Linked DNA regions of Mus musculus: all the other regions are linked to region 3. Evidence: chromatin contacts called from public Hi-C, HiChIP or PLAC-seq and promoter capture Hi-C data. All regions are on one chromosome and are shown on one strand. Each heading gives the region's core, a stretch centred on a gene start, on an enhancer-like site or on the middle of the called end of the contact. The rest is flanking DNA. Distances are from core to core; before and after follow the strand shown.

Region 1 (3,091 bases), core at 364-2,863, 170 kb before region 3:
AGTAAGCGTTACTCTGTGGAGCCACTAAGGTTTATTTTGAGAAGCAGACTGAATAAACACACTAATAACATATGGTCTTGTTGGCTAGTGGGGTTAACTCTCTGCCCCTACCCTGGCTTGTCCTCTTCTTTGTCTACACAGGATTGAACTTCTCTTGAAGACGGGAGGCAGCTGTAGTTTTCTACAGCACTGGAAAAGCCCAGTTCATAGCAGGACCACAGTCAACATTGGCAGAATAAATGGGTGAAGATAAATGCTGGTCTCGGATCTCTGATGGCATTGACTCTTCTCCTAGCCAGCCTACAGTTCTCAAAATCAGTGATGCCTGGGAAGCTCAGAAGCCTAATGCAGGATTTTTGATGAAGAGAGCCTTGTTAATCACACCCAACACTGAACCTTCAGCCCAAGCATAGGTGTGGCTGTGCCTGGCAGGAGTTAGTCCCATCTGCTGTTGGGTGAACAATCACATCTAGTTTTAAGTTCATTCTAAACGTTTATATTGGAGACCAACCAAGCTTTGCAAAGTGGGAGCTCGAGAGGTAAAGAAACACAATTAAAATTCAAGTTCCATTTAAAAAAATATTAATACAAATATTTGTATCAGGTTAGTAATTTATAGCCAGGCCAAGCTAAAAGGGCACCAAAGATAAACAATTCTCCTTTTCCTTAAGCTGTTAGCTACAACTGCAAGAAATCTTTTAAGATGTGCTTTTTTATTAAAATTATCACCTTGAAGTTAGATCTTAAGACAGTATTTCCTTCTTAATGAGAAATCATAAAAGTATCTTTATTTAAGGGAAAGTAATTTCCCTCTAAAATAAATAAAGGGAAATTAATTTCCATCTGACTATAGGTTAAATATTTTATTTGGTTAGTATAATGACAGCAAGGATAAACAAATAAGGGGCAGAGAACGTTTGGTTACCTAGGTACCTATTAAGGCTTTGGCATCCCTTCTAGAGTGCTAGCCAATTTCAATAGCATAAGGAGCATGAGGAAATAAATTAGACATTTTAATTGTGAGATTATAATATACTGATGGAAGAGCTGGGAGGGAGCCAAAACAAATTCTAATGACAAAACAATAATCTAAGCAAAGTTGAAAACATTAGGCTCCGTGAGCTTCGAAGGGAAATAAGCAGAATCTGTTCTTGCCAAGCTCACAAGTCTAACCAGAGGATACAAATAGCTGACAAGCTTCTCCAGACAGCAAAGGCCATTTTAAACAGTAAATCAAAAGTGTAATTGGGGAAATTTTTAGCTAGCATTAATAACTGATATTTTAGGGAACTGGAATTGCAGAGAAACCCTCTGAGGAAACTGAGACTCTTTTCTTTTTCTTTTTCTTTTTCTTTTTTTTCTTTTTCTTTTTTCTTTTTTTAAAGGTGTCATCGTGCCCAGCCATCTGTGACCATCCCTGAGAACAAGCACTGTCTTAAGATCTTAGTTGGGAAACAGGACCGTGGGCGGGAGAATGTGACTTGTCAGATTTGTAACAATAGAACTATTCTCCGTGTAACTGGCGACTTGGCAGAGGGGCAAGCCCACGGGAGATGTTTGTTCTGCTCAAATCTGATTAGCCTTGATTGCCACCTTCCTGAGACATGGGCCACAAGGCTCTAGACAGCTATCAACAGCAAGGGGCAGCTGCTCTACCCGGCTCTTGCTGCCCAGCTGGGTCTCTGTGTGCAGAGCTCACTCCCTATTTGAAGTTTAACCTAGGACAGCATGACATAGAAGACAGGCTAAATAGGCAGCCTCGACTAAATGATTTAGGGCAAAGATTTTTAAACCATAGGTCATAATTCCATATGGGGCCTTAAAACTGAATGTTGGGGTGGGATGTGAAAAACTTGGCAATGGCTGAAGGCTTCTGGATGTTCAGTGTTCAGTGACCAAACATTAATTTGAAATCAAACTCGTAATGAACCTAAGGTGTTCCTGGCAGCACCTGTCCATGTTGAATCATGGAACCACAGCAGCCTTCGTTCTGAGCACACAAAAGGAACACTTTGCACTGCTCAAACTAAGGTGCCATACAATGACAAAGAATGCTGCAGAGCCAAGGTGCTTGTACCGAACATGCAGTTTCCAACTTTTATGGAATAAAGACAGCTTCATTGTGGTAATTAAAGATTCTTAATATTTTCCTGCCTGCCACAGTTCCTTAGCATGAAGTTGCAAGGCATTACCTCTTCAGAGGGATGGCAATGTGTCTCGAAGGAAGCCTCAGTTCAATTCCACACCTCTAAAATGCATTAGTGTGTCTTAAATACTGTCGCATTAGAAGTTTGGGATTAAAAATTGTTCTTATGTTTTTTGTTTTTGTTTTTTGTTTTTTTTGTTTTTGTTTTTGTTTTTATACAGGAATGTGTTCTACTGAAGCAAAGCAAAACTTTTGGGTTTCTAACCACCACTGTTGCGTGTATTTAACTAAAAATCCCAGTCTCTTAAGCACAAACAAACATGATTTCCTGAAACAAAGCTAGTGTGTTTGATAAATTATTAGCAGTGTTTATTTGTAGTTAAGGCAAAAACAATTTTCTGGTGTAGATACGTCACTGAATTTAGGGAGAAGAATTAACACTGATGCCAAGGTGTAGCTTCCTTAAATTGAAAAGAAGAAAAATGTCAGTTTCTTTGCAATATAGATTTGCATTTGATAATCTTGACTACATAAATAACAAACAAACAAACACCACAAAAAGCAAAACTTTGCTTAAATTGTTCTGCTCTTGGCTTCAAAATCATAAAGCCAGACAATTTGAATGACAGTTTGAGGGTTGGAGACAGGATTCAATGAATAAGAGCTCATATCTTTCTTGCAGAGGGCCCAAGTTAGGTTGCCAGCACCCATGTCTGGCAACTCACTACTCTATATTCCTAACTACACACACACACACACACACACACACACACACACACACAGAGAGAGAGAGAGAGAGGGAGGGAGAGAGAGAGAGAGAGAGAGAGAGAGAAAGAGAGACAGAGACAGACAGACAGATAGACAGACAGACAGAGACAGACAGAGATACCCAGACACACACACATACAGACAAACACACAGAGACATACACTCACACACAGAGAC
Region 2 (2,712 bases), core at 149-2,648, 140 kb before region 3:
CGCTGTCACATCCCCATTTAAATCTCAGCAAACTGTACAGGAATTGTTCACATACACAAAGATGAAGCAAAGTGATCCTAACTTGTTTCCTATTTCCCAGAGGGGGGCATTAAAATGTTTTGTTTTTTTTTTTTTTTTGTTATCATGTGTATTTGTGAGAGTGTCACATGCATGCCCCAGCACAAATATGGTGGTCAGAGGATAACTGTGGAAGTCATTTCTTGTCTTCTACCATGCAACTGAACTCAGGCTGTCAGGATTTTTCAGCAAGCTTTTACCCACTGAGCCAGTCAGCCTAATACTGGGTACCCCTTTAATATATAATAAAATGAGAGAATGATCAGAGTTCACTAGCAGAGTACCATGTTCATCTCCACCAGAGACGGGGGCAGCTGAGTGAGGCAGTGCTAGCACCTGTGACTAACTACAAACAAGGAGGCTACTGCAAGAGTTCCCTGGACTACACACACAGACATATACATTGCATCCCCCCACAAGACACAGATAGAGGCCCCCATAAACACACAGCCACATGCACACACACACACACACACACACACACACACACACACACACAGAATCCCTCCCGCAAACACAGACAGCACACACACAGACATAAACACATAGACACATGCAAACACATGCAAACACACACAAACACACACACACAGCTTCACTCCCCCCACCACCACATCCACACACAGAGGCACATAACACCCATTCCCCCACACAGGTACATAGATAGCACATACGCATACACATAGACATACACAGAAACACACACAGCACCAATCCCCCACAGACACCCCCAACAGATACATAGACAGCACACACACAGAGACAGATAGACAGCACCTGTTCACACTCAGATAAATGGACAGCACCCTCTTATCCATACATAGACACACAGACAGCTCTTCTCACAGACAGACACACAGATAACAAACACACATAGAGCACATAGACAACACTTCCACACAGAGACACATAGACAACACTCCAACATAGAGACACATACATAGCACATGCACACCTGTACACACACATATATGCACACACACATGCACACTCACACATACCATCTGGGTGGACATTCCTCTCCACAGCTGGTTCAGTGAGGTGGACTCTACTTGTCAGATTTGTGTAATCACCGTTTTCCAAAGTAGCAAAAAACAAGACATCTGCTTCCAAAGCCCCATCCCCCACCCCGCTTTATCATTCCGACACCATGGCTGATTCTTGGCTACCTCCATTCTGTGTCCCATTGCTTCCCTGGAACCACAGAGCCCCTTGAGGTCCCAGCTGGGAGTCTGCCCGGGATCAGCTGCAGCTGCAGGAAATGAAGCCTTTGGTTCAGCAGATGGCACCCTTTGCTCTGAATCTGGAACAGCAGTGTCTGCCCACGCTCCTGAGAGACAAGGAACGACATTGCCTTCTGAGTTGATAGCACCAAAAAACGCTAACTGTCCCTCCTGGGCACCTTGCAAACACCACAGAGGAAACCATGTGACACCCGTTGGCCAGGTCAACCTCCCGGGATAAGACCCAGAAGTGCTCAGGCGGTGGAATAGCCCCTCCAGCAAAACACCTTCCAGAATGTTCTTTCAAGTTTCCTGTCTGCCAGCTTGCTCCTGTTTGTACTTGTCCTGTCGTGTGTCAGCCATGTTTAAGGACATTGTCTGAAGCAATGGCTCAATTATGTATTCTCAGGTGTGCCACCAGCCCGCATAAGACTAATTGTTTCTGCCTTGTTACCCATAGGAAACAATTATGATAAGAGTAACCAGTGTTTAAGATACAAACTAGATAGGCTTTCTGTTCAACTGAGTGAAGTCTCTGGTTCCCACTGCTCTGTTTGAGAGCATCTTCAGTTTGTGGTTTTTGTAGGGCTGGAGTCTGATTTTCTACTTCCCAGGAAGATTTCATGGTCAGCCAAGGTCATCTGACATTTTGCCCAGTCAGCCGTACTAGGCCTGTGGTCATACAGTGACTTCAGAAATGGATCGTCTACACTGAGTTCCCTTAGGAAGCCTGTGGGCACTCCTCTATGTGTGTCTATGTGTGCAAGAGGGTGCTTATGTGTGCAGTGCATGCTGGGACAAGGGAGCAAAGAGGGAGGGATAAAGAGCACCAGAAGATATGATTTCTGCTACTAAGCAATTACAGTTATGTGAGTAAGTCACTTTCTTTAATGAGAGTGATGTCACAGGACACGTCTCCAGTGTTTACCATAAACAGGTTTGTTACTTTGAATAATTCTTAGGCTTAATTACAATAAGTATTTGGATCATTTCCATTGTCAGTCTATGGGATTGGCATGTCAGTTCATAGAGACACCCACCATAAGTCTTCCATCACTGTGGGTAAAAAGAGCCACCTCTCTCCACAACCTTGTCCTCTAGTGCTCTCTGTAAGCAGAAAAAGAACCATAAACAGAACAGAAGACAAAAGGTTCTAACAGCCTTGGCCCATGTATTCTCTATGGCACTGCTCTGAGGATTTTCAGGTTCCCCTGCAAAGAGCAGCCCCTGATCCATTTCCTCTGTCCTGGGGTCTCTACCATGAGGGAGTGAGCTGCACCTCATGCAGATGTGCCCAGACCAGCCACCTCAAGGAGAGCTTCCTCCGGGCCCACTCAGTTGGCTCGCAGTATGTAAAATGGCTAGGGTTACGAAATTCACTAAAAATTGGCTTACATAAATCGATTAGAGG
Region 3 (2,839 bases), core at 302-2,801:
TTTAACACTTTACTTTTTCTAAAACGACATAGTTTCCCGAGTAGCGCGAACAGTGTCTGCAAACATATCTGGATAGTCCCGCACTACAGCAAGTAGTTTCTTTATATCTAAATTTCATCATAGGCTTCCCGCTCTGCTCCCTCCTTCCCTTCCCTCCCTTATGTAGCTTAAAAAATACTTCGGAACCCCACTCCGCTATTCACCCTCTAAAGCAGAGTAAATCCAATTTGCAACTCAGAAGCCAGTCAGCGTTTCCAATTCTTCAACTACGTAGTAATTAGCATTTTAATTCATCCTTTAACGTTTAACTAGGAGAGGTTTGTAACCTTTTCCCAAGGCCTGGTTCCTACCCAGGGAATTCCACCTAGAGCAAACCCCCTCCGCCCATACACAATGTCTTCACACACCCCAAAACTGCCAAGACCCGCTCTGGCGGGGCCTGTTTTCAGAACTCAGAGATGCTCAGACAGATCCCGGATCTACGGAGCTGGAACCCATAGGCCTACTACGAACTCTGGCAGCACTTAGCGGGTCCCAAACCCGTTAACACATTATTTTTTTTTCCCTGAAAGCCGGGTCAGCGAGACAGAAAACGGCCAACACTAAAGAGCTTCGGCCTGGGTCTAGGGCGAGAGCCACAGGCTCAGCCTATCCCCACCCCACCCCCCCCCCACCCGCATCCCCACCCCCCCACCCCGTGACCCCGCCGCCACCAGTCTGGCCAAGAAACCCAAAGCTTGCGGCATTGGCCCTAGAGGCCTGGGCAGCCGGGGCCCTCAGCTTGGAACCACGCGGAGAGCAGTGGACAGATTTCGCAGCCCCAGCAATCGGCACGCGCGGATTAGAGATTACTCTTGGCCCAGGCACGGGTGGAGTAGCACTTCGCACGAGCTCAAGGGAAATCAGCCTACGAGCTCTGCAGGTCAGTCCCGTCCCTTGTTTAGTGCGGCAACGGGTGCTGGTGACTTTGGAGCTGCCACCCGCAACGCGTCCCCAGCGCTCAGCTCAACTCACTCCCTGGTCCGGGTCTCCCCAGCCCCCACCCCAAAGCAGTTACCACGTAGGACGGGAAGCCGGCAGCCGCGGCGGCGGCGGCGTCCGCCGAGTACTGCAGCGGGCTGCCGAAGCCGGTTGCCGCCTGCGCTGTGAAGGCCGCCGAGCCGGGGTACGGGCTGAACGCGGAGCCCGACGCCGAACGCGCCAGCTCCTCGCTGCGCGGCGCCGCCAGCGCGGACGCGCCGTACGCGGGGCACGAGTAGAGCGCCAGCGAGCCGGGCGCTTGGTACAGGTAGCCCTGCGGGTAGGACATGGTGGGCGCGGGGCGCGGGGCCCGCGTCACACGGAGCAGCGGGCAGCGCGCGCGGCGCCCTCCATCCACGCCCGGCCGGGGCGCACCGAGGCCGCGGGCCGGAGCAGGCTGGGCTGGTGGGCGCTAGGCTGGGCGCGGGGCTGGAGGATCGGCGGGGCGGCGGTAGCGGCAGCGCGGAGCCGGTGGGCGCAGCCGCGCGCCAGGCCGGCGGTCGGGATTTGGGGGAGTCTGCAGTCAGGAGTGAGGAGTTGAGGAAGGAGCGCTCGAGTTTCCGAGGGACATTGGAACGCCGAGCTGTCCGTCACACTCTCATCTGCATATTCTGGTGCCCGCCCCTCCCCTGCTCCGCCCGCCGCCGAGGCCCCGCTGAGGCCGGGGGAGGGGCAGAGAGCGGAGGGGTGGGAAGTGGAGGGGAAGGCGGAGGAGTGGCAGCCAGAGGCTGGAGGGAGGGACGTGCAGGCTTTTGTCGCGCAGCGGCCTCTCTCCACTCCCGCCCCGGCCCGCAGCCTGCAGCGGTGAAGCCCAGCCTGGCCAAACTGGGCGTAGCGCTCACCCCCTCCCACTGGCACATCCTCTCAGCCACGTCCGCGCACCCCGCCGCCGACTCCCGCCTTGGCCCAGCCACCTTTCTCCTTCCCGGGGCCCCATCCGGGCACTGCCGGCGCTCTTGCTCGCCTAGCACTGGTCAGCAAAGGCCTCCTGCAGTCGGGCCAGGTCCGATCCACCTGGAGAACATACGGATCGGGCACCCCTCATCACCCTGAAGATAGCAGCCCAGGTCGCATGCGGTGTCCAGGGCAGACACCGCAGGGAGATGGAGGGCAGTGTGGAGACACCTGCAGAGTTGCCTGGGCATCCCACTTCTACAGTCCTCTGTCCGCCTGTACTCCAGGCTGAGGCTGCCCGTGTGGCTTCCCGTCCGGTCTCCTGCTCCTGGTGCCTGGGCTGCCAAGCATCTACCCGGAATCTGAGCGTTTCGGTTTGAAGCTGTGGGAGGCCCCGTGGTGAGGCTTCTGTCCAAGTCCACAGAGAAGATTTCAGGCCGTGTTAGGAACATCATGTCCGTTAACGTCTGGAACACGCCAGTGAGTGACTCGCTTCAACAAACGCCACTCTGGTCCAAAAAGAGTTTTTGTTTTCTTTTGTTAAGTTGAATGCCTGTTCGAAATTGGGGGAGAGGTTCCTGTCAGGAGAGCTGACTTGACTTTGCTAGAGTATCCACTGCCACTTCCCGAAAGGACATGGGCCAGCTTGTGAAGTGTCGCAGTCGTGAGGTGGTTCAGGTAACCTGAGGTCCAGGAGTTGACTCGCGGGTCCCTTGAGCCCTTAGGTCCCAGCCCCTAAACTTTCTCGACCATACCTGCTCCCTTTCCCCAAGTGAGGGGAGTCGATGGCCAGGATGGGCACTAGTACGCTGGATGTAAAGGAGCGTCAATGGGGGGCGCTTGGGATTCGTAGGGGTCAGGTGTGAGCTGGCCCGGGAGGGGGCGCCCGCCCAACAGGTGTCTCCTTGAAGCTTGCTAGGTAGAG
Region 4 (2,900 bases), core at 381-2,880, 190 kb before region 3:
TGAGCTCCTGGAAGGCAGTCAGGGCTGGCTTTTGCTGTTCAGAGAAGTTTGGCTGCGGATGCCGGGAACCTGGGTGAGAATTTTCAGAAACTAAAAAGGTGACTGATGAGTTCGCTCTCCGTATTTTACAGGCTTGGTGCACACACAGGTCCTGAGGCAGAGGCTCACCTCGACATGCAGGAAGGGAACCTTAGACACCAAGCAAAGCCCAACACAGTATTTACTGTGGTTCGGGATTCCCAAGCCACAGCCTTTAGTGCTGACAGTGGGAGAAGCCCAGGCATGGTGTGGTGCGTGGTGTGTGTATATGTGTCCCAAGCCACTGTGTATGTGTGGGCCACGTGTGTGGTGAGGTGGGTCCTGGTTTGTGGTGCAGACTGCAGGGTGCTGGGAGGGTGGTGGTGTGTGGCCTATTTCCATCTTTGAAAGCTCAGAGGTTCATGAGGCAGGTGTGCCAGGCAGGTGTCTAGGTTTTCTGGCTCTTACAATAATTAGGACAGGAGTATGCAGCTGCTTTCTGTAAACTCTGGCTCCAAAGAGTTCCCTTTAGTTAGAAACTACTTCCAGAAGCAGGAGGCTGCAGCGAGAACAGCCTTCGGTTTGTTTGTTTTACATTTTCACAACAATAGAGGGCAGGAGTCTCTAACTGATCTGGGAGGCTCTGGGAGCAATTCCCTTTTAATTCAAGGATGTTTTTCTATCAGTCAGTCACAGGTTCACAATGGCTCTAAGGAGCAGTGTTTTCAGCAGGATGGCCAAGGTCATTTGCAGTATTGCATTTCTTAAGGGTTTGTAGACCTTAAGCAGCAAAGTGAGTTAAAACATCTTTCTCCCTATTTCCAACTCTATTTTTTGTTAACTCAGGGGTGGGGAAAGTGGTACAGTTCCCCGAGTTGTTTTTTAATCTATCTCTAAAATTTAAACAAAACAGACAACAGGCAAGCAAATACACAGACAGTAAGTCTAAACCTAAATAAGAGTTCTTAGAGACATCTGTCACATTTGAACGAGCCGACAATGTTAAGGCATGAGTAGTGACTTCCACACTGATTCTGTGTCCTGTCTCAGGGATCTCCACACATGGCCAGACCAGGTCTGTCCCAATGCACAGAGGTGAACCTCAGGGCCCCCACTTACGAACCTGGGCTGGAGGGTAGAGGAGAACAGGCCTGTGTCAGAGAGTGGCCAAGCTTAAGTACTACGTAGCAGTGCTTGCGCTGAAGCTAAGGTCCTAGGCAAGAAGGAAGTCACACCCTGTTCTTCCCCTTGCTGCTTCCGTCCCCTGACTGAGTGCTATCAGGATCAACAACTAGCAGGTAGCTGTGGGGTCCCGTCAGTGATTGCCAGTTGTGGGATCTGTGCTCCTCTATAGCTTCCTGGCTTCTTCTCCTTGGCCACAGGGTTGCCCACCTCGGTGTGACAGCTGTAAAGACTCCCGACCCTGTTCCTTGTCCGCCTCCACACCCACTGAACACTGCTGCCCTTAGGTAACCTCCCTGCCTCCTGTCACACTTGGAACTGCGACTATGATTACACATTCTATAAGCTCAGGAATCAAAGACTGTTCTCCGAATCTCCCTTTCTGCCCTTTCCCAGAAAACGAGGGCTTTCACCTGCTGACGCTGCCCCAGATTACCAGCTACTGTCGGTGAGAATCGGACATTTGTAACCTCTACTCAGCACATTTCACATTGCACCTGTCTCTGTCCGTGGACTTCTTGAAAGGCGCCCACATCTCTCGGCCGCTGCGAACCTGGATTATTTCACAACACCTCGCCAGCTGTCGCAGGTACAAACTACCTGGATATTTAGATACCAGAGTATCTAATAGGCCACTATCAATCTTTTATAGAGAGAATACATAAATTATAAACAAATATGTCCTTTGGTCTGGTCGAACAGCACACCGATCAAAGAGACACAATGGCAATGCATTTGCTTCCGCGGGCGCAGTATTCCCCAGCTCGCGGCTGCGCTGATGGACAGCCGGGGAGCTGTCGGCTTTTGTTCATTTGTCACAGTACACTTACCTCCTGTGGTTTTAAGTAATCAATATGGGAGCTGAAATCACCTACTGCTACGTCCGCTACCTCCTATTTTGTCCACTCATAAATTATGGATCGCTGCACAACATCAAGTCTACAATTTCGATTGCATTTGCTAATCATTGATCAATAATTCAGAGGCTGCGCCTCCTTCAAGGGCCTTGCTCTCCTACAGCATCTGGCACTAGCTGACAGCGAGTGAGGGAGTCCCTTATCACAAAGAGCAGCCGAGAAAACAACTTGTTTAAAGTCGCTCCTGAGCCTTCCTCTTCAGTGTTTCTGATGAGGGTGACTGTTTCTATTTGGTGCCTCCCTCTGGCTCCTGAGACTTAATAACTGTCTCAAAGTCCCAGCAGTGGCCTGTGTGGTGGGTCTAGGAAGGCTATTTTTCTGTTTGGTTTTGTGTGTGTGTGTTTGGGGTGCACCAGGTCTCACAGGGCAGGGAACATGTGTCCACAGAGTATGACCCAGCGTCCATGGAGGCAAAGCTGGGTCGGTGTGTCCTGTGACTCTCAGACTCACAGGCAAAAGCTACAGATTCACAGAAGACTGCTCTTGGAGCAAAGTCCTTGGAAGGACAATCTCCAGGGACTGGCTCCTTCAGGGTCCACAGTCAGCTTGCCTTCTGTTGGTTTTAAGGTCCAGCTTGTGGTACAGTCTGAGCAAAGTAAAAAATAACAATACATTCACAAAGCACCCTGCCTCTGGATGGGAGAAATCCTTTTATCTCAGCCCCTTTGAGGACAAGGTGGAGCCCTGCCCCCTTGCACAAGCAGCTGGCTGGACCTGGAGGCTGCTACTGGTGCAGATGTGGGGAGGGGAGGGGAGGGGAGGGGAGGGAAGAGCAGGCATTCA

Evidence for each region. A called contact is a pair of places that touch in the nucleus more often than the background predicts. HiChIP or PLAC-seq counts read pairs in DNA pulled down with a chosen protein or histone mark. Capture Hi-C pulls out chosen DNA fragments and counts their contacts.
Region 1: an H3K4me3 HiChIP or PLAC-seq map of embryonic midbrain shows a contact between it and region 3, with 2.6 times the contacts expected there. The contact joins the enhancer-like site here to the promoter of Irx2 in region 3. A contact is called at or near these places in 1 of 484 Hi-C or Micro-C datasets (nephron progenitors) and 3 of 115 datasets of contacts at active chromatin or transcription factors (embryonic hindbrain, embryonic midbrain and embryonic stem cells).
Region 2: a Hi-C map of epidermal suprabasal cells shows a contact between it and region 3, with 3 times the contacts expected there. The contact joins the enhancer-like site here to the promoter of Irx2 in region 3. A contact is called at or near these places in 1 of 39 promoter capture datasets (hippocampal neurons), 10 of 484 Hi-C or Micro-C datasets (the C2C12 cell line, cerebral cortex, cortical neurons and 5 more) and 3 of 9 other capture datasets (embryonic stem cells, liver and pancreatic islet).
Region 4: a contact with region 3 is called in a promoter capture Hi-C map of adipose tissue. The contact joins the promoter of D730050B12Rik here to the promoter of Irx2 in region 3. A contact is called at or near these places in 3 of 39 promoter capture datasets (cranial neural crest, liver and stem cell-derived epiblast-like cells), 10 of 484 Hi-C or Micro-C datasets (cortical neurons, embryonic fibroblasts, embryonic stem cells and 3 more), 7 of 115 datasets of contacts at active chromatin or transcription factors (embryonic forebrain, embryonic hindbrain, embryonic midbrain and 1 more) and 2 of 9 other capture datasets (adipose tissue and embryonic stem cells).

Annotation. Positions count from the first base shown.
Region 1 is chr13:72,798,698-72,801,788 of GRCm38.p6, reverse strand. No RefSeq gene overlaps it. Among named protein-coding and RNA genes, the nearest start is that of D730050B12Rik, 17 kb to the left of the region's middle. Within about 2 kb of position 1,613, at least 7 of the 459 cell types and tissues checked have an H3K27ac peak or open chromatin away from gene starts, as enhancers often do.
Region 2 is chr13:72,768,022-72,770,733 of GRCm38.p6, reverse strand. No RefSeq gene overlaps it. Among named protein-coding and RNA genes, the nearest start is that of D730050B12Rik, 47 kb to the left of the region's middle. Within about 2 kb of position 1,398, at least 9 of the 459 cell types and tissues checked have an H3K27ac peak or open chromatin away from gene starts, as enhancers often do. A contact at or near this core is called in epidermal suprabasal cells, where this site is marked.
Region 3 is chr13:72,627,532-72,630,370 of GRCm38.p6, reverse strand. Irx2 (Iroquois homeobox 2) reads right to left here and starts at 1,551. Exons shown (of 5, transcript NM_010574.4): 1 at 1,058-1,551. The coding sequence starts at 1,309. It overlaps Gm20554 (predicted gene, 20554), which reads left to right and starts at 1,807. Exons shown (of 1, transcript NR_030701.1): 1 at 1,807-2,839.
Region 4 is chr13:72,815,493-72,818,392 of GRCm38.p6, reverse strand. It overlaps D730050B12Rik (RIKEN cDNA D730050B12 gene), which reads left to right and starts at 1,630. Exons shown (of 4, transcript NR_046196.1): 1 at 1,630-1,789.